Linked DNA regions of Anas platyrhynchos: region 1 is linked to region 2. A link is a contact called in public Hi-C data. All regions are on one chromosome and are shown on one strand. The core of a region is the stretch at or near the end of the contact, and the rest is flanking DNA. Distances in the headings are between cores, read along the strand shown. Region 1 holds the start of THOC1 (THO complex subunit 1). Region 2 holds the start of CLUL1 (clusterin like 1).

Region 1 (5,617 bases), core at 1,089-3,588, 160 kb before region 2:
AGCAAAAAAGTTCTCCTGGGTTTCTACATAGCCTAACAAAAAGCTTTGGCTGAAGTATGAACTCCCACTGAAGATATTTTTGTATGCATGTACACATGCAGATGAGAGCTTTGTATTAATGTGCAGAAAACACTAAACAAGAACTGTTTTAAAAATCTCAGAAGACTCAAACAGCTAGCCTTGCATCTCACAATTAAACTCCTTCAGACTTCTAAATCCATAGTTCTACTGCATACACATAAGAAGTCTGAGAGTCTTTTCCTCAAGCATGTATATCCACACTCTGCTCTGTACCTTGCTAATGTCTACATTCATTGTAATCATAGATCATGTTATTCTACAGTTGTTAAGACACATACGTAATTGAGCTATACTTAATAAAACAAGTATTTGATAGGTAACGTGAACAAGTAAATAAATGGAAGTATGTGAAAGACTCTTCAAAAGAGATTAGCACAATGATTTCTGACACAGAAGATGAAAGTTATCAAAACAGATTCAAGTATCTAAAAAACACCTGTGTCCTGACAGGTCAGTATGTGGGAGATGAGCAGAGACATTCAGTAGAACTCAAAAAAAGATTCCAACACAAAGGTCACACAGGTAACTGAGTTTAATTCTATTTCACTCCTCTCATGAAACAGAGTTAATCACTACCCTAAAAACCGCATATTATCAAAGCCAACTGCTGAATACAACTTACAAAAATCAAGGTATTAAAATCTGAAACAACCCTAAAGCCCCCCAAACTGCCAATAGATTTGAAAAAAGATGCTCACCTTCTGTGACTCCATTAATAGCAAGAGAAATAATTGCCAGGAGATTTTCACATGGAGCTTTATTTATCTAAGCAAAAAGAACAGTTTTAAACTTCTTTATTCTGACTTTAATATATTTAATGAAACCAAAATTCTTGTTTCCAAGCAGGGGTATTTATAACAGATATTGACATTGAAATTTCAACCTGTTACATCAGACCCATCAGTTAACTGTATACAGATTTAATGAATGAACAACACTTCTTGACCAGTTACAGCTTTTGAAGACCCTACAATATTTACTCTGCAGACTGTGTCATTCACCTCTGAATATAACTACCCTCCATTCCACCTACACTCAAGTAATACTAACAAAAACATCCTCTGTTTCCTTTTGTTTACCGTCAGGCAACTTTGTTACATGCTAGTAACAGATGACCCACTCCACCCTACTCTTGAAGTATAATGCAGAATAATCTGTATTTATGAACTCAAATTTTCAGACTGTTTTTTTTTAAATAACCAGTATTTCCCAATACTGCAATAAGCTGCTGTTAAACTAATATCCTAACTAGTGGATTAAAGTTGGATTTATACTAAAAAACATGCCTTAGCAGTTTGAAGTACTTACTATTTCTTCTTCTACAATAACTCTAAAAGCTTGATCCAAGGTACACTTCTTTTCATTTTCACTGCAAACGCAAACACCCCACATCAGTTAATAACGTTATTATTAGGAACACACAAAAAAGATCTGGAAACGGGCACCTTTTAAAGCCAGTGGCAGCCACTTACCTCCCAGGAATCTGGTTAAATGCGTTCAGCAGCGGTTTGATAGTTTTGTTATGCAGGGCCTCTCTGGTAGAAGACTATCAAAGTGTGAACAGACAAAAGTTACAAGGGCAGTATGAAGCTGGAATGGTACCAAGGTTGTTTCTGCCAGATCACTTTTGTTTTCTGCCACCTGATGGTCAGAAATGCGAGGGAACCGCGTGTACTGCACCCCGCGTACTGATTTACATGTAAACACACACCACGTAGCGACTTACCAAGGAGTCTTTGGAAACAAATCGGGTAAATAACACGAAATATGTAGCAAATTAGGCATGTGAGGTAGCAGATCACGCCTCACACCCGAGGGCTGCATGGTGGAAGCGAAGCACAAAGGGGCGCGCTGCGCTGTGCCCGCTGCTGCGCCTACCACACTCCCAAGCCCCCCACAGCCTCCCCCTCTCAGCAGGGGGATTTGGGGCGGTTTGGGATGGGGGTGCGAGCCCCACTCCCCGCTTTTCGCGGCGCCTTACGGGCACCTCAGCACCCAGCCGGGCCCTCCCCGCAGCCAGGCGCGGCCCCCCTCAGCACGGCCCAGCGCGAGATGGCGGCAGCCGCGCGTCCCCCCGGCCCCGTCCCCGTCTCCCCGGTGCCCCCCGGGCTGCTCACGGTGAAGCGGAGCCGCGCCTCGGGCAGGCTGAAGAGCGGCGGCGACATGGTTGGGCTCCGGCCCGCGGCGCTCCGCGATGACGCGATGGCGGCCGGGCGGCCGTTGGCGCTGAGGGCGGGCCGTTAGTGAGGCGCTGCTCCCCCCCCCCCCCAACGCCCTCATTGTGGAAAAAAAAAAAAAGCTGCTTTTTACCTACCCCGTGTTTTAATTTCTGTTTCTTTGGGTTGTGCAGGTGGAAGGGAAAGACCTGCGTCTAGCAGCTCCGAAGACCTTCGCCTCTTCTGCCTGCCAGTGTCAAATACAGCTCCCTATTTTAAAAATTTGTCCATCATTATTTCAGCAACAACACAACATTTATTTATTTATTTATTTTTATGCCCAGAAAATCAATATACTGTTCATACAGCGTATACAGCAATGTACTGTTCATACAGCATATAGCTCAGGAGGTCTTGACCTGGACGTGGAATTTAAGCGCTATTCCTGATGTAGCACATTACTGAAGTAACATGTTAGAACACACTGGCTTACACATCTTCTAAATGTCTCTCAGAAAATGTGAGTGTCTGGGAACGAAAGTGTCGCAGTTACTGAACTTTGATATTGTTTTGAACTTCGAGGGTGGTGAGGCGCTGGCACAGGCTGCCCAGAGAAGCTGTGGGTGCCCCATCCCTGGAGGTGTCCAAGGCCAGGCTGGATGGGGACCAGAGCAACCTGATTTAGTGGTTGGCGCCCCTGCCCATGGCAGGGAGCTGGCACTGGGTGATCTTTGAGGTCCCTTCCACCCCAAGCCATTCTCTAGATCTATAATTATAATAATTCAGACACCTCAAAGAAAGCAGAGCCCCAGGGCACTTTCCCAGGTCTCCCAGGCACACAGTTCAGTACCTGGTTGAAAAGTACAGGTGCTGCCCGATTCCTTTTATGTAGGCAGGAAAAACTAGGATACCTTTTTTTTTTTTTTTTTTTTTTTTTTTTCCTGCTTCTGGAAAATGCAAGTAATTATTTGCATTTTATTAATTGCATTCACTATTCTAAAAGCAAATATTAAAAACCTCAGAGATCATCTAGAAGCCTGTTTTATTGTGTGGCTCGTTCGCTTTTCTGCCGGCAGAGGGAAGCGTTTACCCAGAAAACAGAGGTGCGGATGGACGCCTGGTTCTGGTGGCAGTGCCAGCTGTAGGTTTGGCCCTTCGTCTATAAATGAAATCAATGTGTGACACTTCCTTAAAAAAAAAAATTCAGGGTCGTTTCAATTCATTTCAAAACCGTGGGGGGAAAGGGCTTCATAACATTGAATATAGGCATGATTAATCATTTGGAATGCGTCACCTGCATACGCTGTGAGACATACTGAATATTACCCATTCAGGCTTGCAAGAAAGTTTGCTTGGCTTTCTGCAACGTCTTTCTGATATTTCTCATCTCTTATTTTGATAAATTAAAACACATTTTCAGATGAATAAGGCACTGTATTATGTTGAGATTATTCTGATGTTGTCCCCCACCTCCAGAGCTGTATGAAAGAGAAACAAAGAGCTCTCTGAATAGGGTAAAAAAAAGCATTTATACTTTTACAAGAACAGTAGAAAGCCATTTGCAAGTGTCCTAAGGAGATACTGACAAAGTAAATGGTGTCTTTGTAGAATATAAATATTCCTTCAGCCAAGGCTGATGTTATAGAGGGCTGCCAGCCTGAAGTACAATGTAACTTGGTAGTGAGTACAGCATAGATTTTTTTTTTTCTTGGTGTAGGAACAGATAAAGAAGAAGAAAAATATTACTATTTTGACTTAATAGCCATTTTTTGCTTGATACAGGCCATGATTTTTTCCTCTGTTTAGGATGCTATTTGTCACTTTCCTATAGATCTTGTGCAGAGCAGGCACTGACCCTGAGCTGTTAGTACTCGTATTGGGCTATTGACAAGAGTCCAGCAAGCTGGCTGCTGTGATTGAAGATGTTTGTGCTCCAGCAGTTATGAGAGACTACTCTTCCCACAGCAAAGTCAGCAGCATGACATTTCTGCTTGCCACTTGGCTTTGCCATAGCACAGACACTGACAACTGATGGTTTAAAGGCATCTTCCACCATTCCAGCACAGATGCCAAACAATGCCCTGGGCTGGCAGATAAAATTGCTCTGCTTTGGGGATCAGAAACTCAGTGGAGCAGTAAAGGCAGTAACAAATTAAAACATGAAGAGGAGTCAACGTCCTAAATTGACTAGCAATATGTTAGAAATGTACACCATCATGTAGGCTGTCTTCTGGTATGTACTAGGTAGAAAGCTAAGGGGGGAAGAAAAGAGTTAACACTACTTTCTTTAAAACTAGTACAAGCCAAATCAGTTTTCAGCCCAGAATTAAAACCTATTTCCAGCTGAAAGTCCAGTTGGAAGAAAGCCATTAACAAAACCAGTATCTCAGAACATCTCTCTGCTCAGAGGGCAATTGATAGAACAGAGATCGCATTACCTTATGTCAATAGGTTGTGTAGTTGAAATTACAAAAAGCTTCACCTAAACCAGACACTATTTTTCTGGATACAATCCTTTTCCAAGACCAAACTGGGTTTCTATTTTAACTTCTGCTAACATTCCTGCAGAACAACATAGTCAGAAGCCTCTGAAGCCTCTGTCTCTGGTGGCAGTAGTGCTCGGTGTTTAGTTCTCCCTCCTTGGTTGCCCTTCCTTGTGCTCAAGGAGCTCTTCTTTTCAACACTTTTATTCCCTGGACAAGAACACCCAACATTCAGTGCGCAAGGATCAGCACGAAAAATGGATACATTCCCTTATTAGCCTGGTTTAAGTAGCTTACCTGGTATTCCTGAACCAGTCATGGGAAGTTGCACAAGACAGAGTCTTTCATCTTCAAAACAATGAATGAACACCAGAATACACAAGCTGTATTACCTTGGGTAGTTAGTTTTTAGGTGGCATCCTGCCAGCCACTTTAGTTTGTTACTGACTGAGATACAACTAATAGACCGATGAGGGAGAAACAAAAAAGAAAATAGCCCCTCAGGAAAATTTAAGTTACATTTTTAAAAAGTGCTTAGCAGAGAATCTTTCTACATTTTATTAGTATGCAATAATTTTCTCCAGAGCATACACACAACTTTTATATTTCTAAATCTCTTGATAATATTCCACTGCATGTAATTCTTTCTATTTTTCTACACAATTTCCTGAATAAATCGCCGGAGAATATATGCCATGTGATCCTATTCTATCATCATAGTTACAGCACAAAAAAATCACTTCAAATAACTTGTTCAGGATATCTAGAAAGGCTTCGTTTTTCTGGACTCACCTAGAAGTCTGTTCCACATGTGACCCTTCTGTTTTAGTGTTTCACTCTTGTCTTTCATCTGGGACATGGGACTTACTAGCACAGCTGTCCAAGAATAGTGCCACT
Region 2 (5,471 bases), core at 2,899-5,398:
TGAAAGCTGATATATTACATGTCTGCATGCAATAAAACTTTTTTGTTTTAATGTTCCTAGGGAAGCTTGAAACTAAATCCTTGCAAAACATCTGGTTGAAAACTTCAGCATTTTAATATTAAATGCTTCCTGAAATCTGTTTGTGTAACTGTACCATGCAGATTAGCTTCACAGGTTTATAATAAATTGTTTCTAACTCATTTTGTTATCCTTACACCGACTTTGATATCTCCTGCTGATAACATAACACCAGTAATAGTGCTACTCCAAGTTCAATAGTTAGCTGATATCTCAAGCACAAATTCTGAAGACAACCACATCATTTTTATGTTTCAGCTTCATACCATCTTACATTCAACTCTAAAGCTTTCATTCTCCGGTCCGTAGAAGTATTTAAATCCCTTTATTTCATACTTTTGTCTTCCCAAATACAGTGTTCAGTATCTTGCTATCACTTACTGGTCCCTCCTTTCTGTGTAGAGTCTTTGGATTAGACGTTAAGAAACTTTGCACAACTCTGTGAACAGCAGATGTCCCTTTACTGCTGGGACTGGCATTTAGAGCTTTGTGTCAAAGGCCTGGAGTGTTTGTGAAAAAAATTCGGCAGTGAAGTGGAAGATTTTTTTCCACACCTAATAGTCTTCCTGAATGTCCATGGATAGACAAGCAAAAGTAAATCAGAAGTCTTACACATTTTAAAACACATCAAAACTGCTGAAGATGGTTCCTCTGACATCAAAAGCTTAATAGTTTCAAATAAAGACACATTAATTAGTGATGCACTAAGCTATGCATTCTGATTTCATGCCTTCAGCTGTTTTCGTGTTTGCGTGGAGCACAGTGAAGGGCCTTGATGTGGCCTTGCCTGACCCTCCTCCAGACAGGGCAATCACATCGGCAGGCTCGTGAACTTTGAGATACTGTCATGCTAACACAGCTGTGCCACTTTTGAGGCCTGAGGTGATATTTCTTTTTACAAGATATGTAGCTTAGTCTAACTCCAGCTATGTAACTTAGGGTAGCCTCAGCTCCTTAGTCCTTCCAGCATGAGTGAGAGCATCTCTCTCTCCTGGCTAAAGAAGGAGCCTTGTTTCCTAACTTCAACTACTCAGGTAAAGCTCAAAGTCAGACTGAAGGAGGGCTCCCATGGCCTCTGAATGACAGGAGAAAGTGGAAACCACTTAGGGGCTCCTGAATTACTGGAAAGCATTAAGACCAGAACAAAACAAAATAAAAACTTCAATTCCTATAGCCTTAAAACCATACCAACTGCTAGCAAAGCATTGTGCGTGCTTTAGATTAGGCATGTAATCAGACAATAGGCCCCCAGTAGGATTTAATGTCAATTGAAAGCAGTGGAACTAATGGTGTGCTTACAAATAAAGCTAATTAAGATTTGGTAGAACTGGGGACTATTCCATAGAAGTATCAAGAGAATTAATGTCGATGTATAGCACTTTGCATGCCTCGTGAAGACTGAAAGCAAGTAAACATACTTTCAGCACGATCATTAAATGACTGGCCTATCTCAGGCATAAATGTGAAAATATATAGTAGAAAACAACTCTTCCAAACAGCAAATAATTGTATAAATACAAAACCGGAACAAAATCCCACAGCTAATGTATAACACAGGAAATTCCATTTCAACATATTTCTTGATTCTTAATCCTGCCAGGTGGAATGGATCAACAAAAAGGGAGAAGTCACAGTACACTGTAAAAAAATGTTATACATTTGTGGAGGTCATCCAGTAGGACAGAAGGCAACTCCAAAAATCAGCTACAACTCCCATTGCTAAAGTTCAGTTAGGTTCAAGTTTAATGTTGATCTGAATCATTGGAATTATTTCAGTTTAAATTTATCAGATTCTTGCAAAAGACCTGTTTTTCTGCAAATCCCTTTTCAAGTATTTCCTTTTTTTTTTTTTTTTTTTTTTTTTTTTTTTTTCCCCAATATATACTTATTACTTTCAGTAAATTTACAGCAGTATGTGAATAACAGTTGGTCTGGGGAGAAAGAGACTTTTGCTCACAAAGGCTTCTTCAGATTGTGTCCAGCATGAGAAGCTGTTAAAAGACTATATCTTAATTTGCAGCCACAGCAGTAAGCTCTGAATCATCTGCTTGTATTAGCTTGTGAAAAAATAGTCATGTCAGTACCATAATGTGGTGACATGGCACACTATTGGTGATTGAATTACTCAAATTTAGAAGAACACATTAAGAGGAAACAGTTGAATATGGCAGCTGATATAAAAATTGGAGATATCCACAATGGGTCCATACAAGACAGATTTGAAACATTAAAAGAAAATAGAATGGATATTTGATATGTAACCTGAAGTTATAATTTTGGAGATTTCTGTTTAATTTAATTCAAAATGAAAATGTGAGAGAAATGATTTCCAGAGTGAGCACTACCAGTAATTACCTTTCAAGAACAGAGTGTTGGGTTCCCAAGTGCACTTGAAAGATTAAATATAAGTCCAAGATTAACTTTAACAGGTATAATAGCTATAGATAATTTTGTCTTCAGGTTGAAATTTCCTAGGTTTCTTACACCTCCTATTTCAACCACCAAATATATAAAAAATAATATTGGAGCAAAGAATCGGGATTTTTTTTTAATTATTATTTTTTATTTTTTTTAATGAATAAATCTATATAATAATGCCTATTTCCGTTTGCTTACATAGTGGGTGTAATACGACATGAAGAATAACACCTAGGGTGATGCAACACACTTCACAATGTTCAAAATCAACTGTATTGAGAAAAAAGTTCCTGACATGCATGAGGCTTCATGTCTCAACCTTAGCTTATTTCCCTTAAGGACTAGCATTGCAAGGTGCATGGATGTGTTTGACTGTGGACCCACATGGGCGGTCAGAAGAAGAGCAATTCTGAAAACAAGACATGGAGTCGGTGCCTGAGGCAGCCTCCAGCATCTGCACACTTTGGCAGGGGTGCTGGTCTCCCTCCCCATGGGTCTGAGGCTGGCTGCTTTCTTGCAAATTGCTGTGAACTTTGGGTGATGTGTTGGGCTGCCATTTTTACTCTAGATCAAGTACAGTTTTCTCTGCATTGAGTCAGGCTGCTCCTGGCAGGGGACTGCAAGTCCTTCAAGGCTGCTTGCTTGGTATAGTCACAAAAGATAATTTGAAATATTTTGTACAATGATGAATCTTGGTCAAGAAGTCAGCAGTATTTCAGTGAACCAGCAGTTCATATATATTAAAACAAAAAATGAATTCCCCTTCCCTCCACCATTTTCAGAAAATAAGAGTGGAGCTATCTGAATATGTAATGCAAGTCGAGGACTTGCATTTCCCATTAAAAGCTAACGGGTTCTCCATTCTTCCTGACATGTTTTAAGTAGTAATAATAATAAAAAAACAAGTCCCTTGCCTAAGCAGCACTAGTCTTCCTGGGCCTTGACCATCAATCACCAGTTGACTCTTATGAACTACAAGGTAAACAAACAAACAAAAGGGATGTATTAAAAACTGATGTTATGGACCACTAGCCACATACACCTACTTTCATTGTCCCCTCTTTGTCTTCAACGGAGTACTGCTGGTGAACATCACAGGTGCGATACTACCTGCCAACAACACTTGTGCATATTTTATATCAAGCATCTGCTAGCATTTAAGTATCTCATTTCAAAGTATCTAAAACTTCATGCTGCTCGGATCCCAGATGTACTTCAGACACATGGGTTTACTGAAGAAAATCATTAAGGGGGCAAAAAGCCCAAACATCATCAAGAATAATGATGTACAAAATGCCAAGATTTGCTTATTTCATCTCAGACTCTACTCATATGCCAGGCTGCACCTGGATTCCCTAATTCTTTCAACTTTTGTATCTTCAGAATGTATATGAAGAAAGCAGTGACGCAATTCAATGTTTTTTATAGCTGAAGAGATTAAATGTTGGAAGCTATTTTTAGCCAAGCTAATTGTAATAATTTCACTAAGAACATAAACTGCAGATGTCTCCTAAGGTAAGAAGCAAGATGACTGACAAGCTGTAAAGAGAGGACTACCGAAAAATAACAGATCCGTATCGCGTTCAATTATGTAATTCTATCCAACACTCCCCCTAGTGGTTTTGCCCACACGGCTGAGCACGAAGTCCCATACAAGCAACCTCCCCCCAGCCTAATGACAATATGTCCCATTAATAGGATTAAGTACCTTGTCATCAGATAAGTCGAACATGGCAAAATCCCTGTCACTCTGAGCAATTAGATCAGAGCACAGCCCCAGCCCTTCCTGACGCGGGCAGCAATTTTTCAGAGGACGCGTTTCAGTATTAATGGTAAATATGCTGGTTTTTAACTTTCCTTTGGCAGTGGGTTTGTATTTCTTTGCAAAGTTAATCGGTATTTCATTATAAATGTAAAGGTAAAATGTGCAAGTGACTGTAGAAGTAAATCCAGGATATAGATAAATCCCAGCTCTTCATTTACATATGCACTTGCAGCTGATAATTGCATCTTCCAGAAGGCTGCACTGCCTAACAAGAAGGAACGTAAACACCATGTTTACCTTATGAGATGAGGACTATAAATTGTAGTTGCATGGTTTCTAAAAAATAAACCTTTCTCATGTAACTTTTTTTGGGAGGGAAATAAAGCAAAAGTCTTTTTTTTTTTTTTTTTTTTTTTTTTTTTGTAGGAATTTATTTCAATTGCTGCCGTGTTTACTTATAAAAATGATCTAATTGCCAGCTTCTTAGCACACCTATTACTGCCTTTGCTATTTTAAGTATTATCCTGAAGGACAATGAAAGCGGTCACAAATTTGGAGATAAGGAGGGGAACAATATTCTAGAAATTTCCTTTTCAAAACCTAGCAATAATGTTTAGCATGGATTCGTGTATAACATGAACTAACAATAAAAAGAGTAAAAAGCTTTTAGTGTAAGAGAAAAGAGACAGACTGAGCTTCATAATCTTCCAGTTTTATATTTTTTGTGTCCTGGTTCTATTACACCACTGTGTAAACTCAGTGGAATTGATCTATTAGTATGAATAAATAGAGTACGAATGAGGTCACCTTTTTACTCATGTGTTTTTACTAACAGTAGGAGTATATTACAGATCTGAGAAACCATGCTTAGAGAGTCAGAGACAAAAATAAAGGGACTTGTATTATGCTTAGTAAAAATTACCTAGGCATTTGGCCATCACAAAGATCCTTACATCTAACTTTATCAACCTGCTTTTTTAACAGAAAGACCATGAAGTCCTCTTGGGTATTTCTAATATATGTGCTCTGTCTGAATGGTCACCAGTGTGCACCGACAAGGCAGGAGGAAACAAATCTCCGGGAAAGCCTCAAGAGTATGTATGCATTTCTTATGGGGGGGTGTGCTGGAAGTCTCTGGGCCCAGGTCTCCATTCAGGCTTGCCCTGGTGCTCTTTGACTTCCATGCTCATTGCAGTCAAGAGATCTGTTT

What was found. A called contact is a pair of places that touch in the nucleus more often than the background predicts.
Region 1: a Hi-C map of subcutaneous adipose tissue shows a contact between it and region 2, with 4 times the contacts expected there. The contact joins the promoter of THOC1 here to the promoter of CLUL1 in region 2. A contact is called at or near these places in 6 of 8 Hi-C or Micro-C datasets (F1 follicle, F5 follicle, liver and 2 more).

The regions. Positions count from the first base shown.
Region 1 is chr2:54,086,728-54,092,344 of IASCAAS_PekinDuck_T2T, reverse strand. THOC1 (THO complex subunit 1) reads right to left here and starts at 2,338. Exons shown (of 22, transcript XM_027451976.3): 1 at 2,199-2,338; 2 at 1,554-1,627; 3 at 1,390-1,450; 4 at 780-846. The coding sequence starts at 2,246.
Region 2 is chr2:53,930,260-53,935,730 of IASCAAS_PekinDuck_T2T, reverse strand. It overlaps CLUL1 (clusterin like 1), which reads left to right and starts at 4,148. Exons shown (of 9, transcript XM_072034772.1): 1 at 4,148-4,328; 2 at 5,246-5,355. The coding sequence starts at 5,253.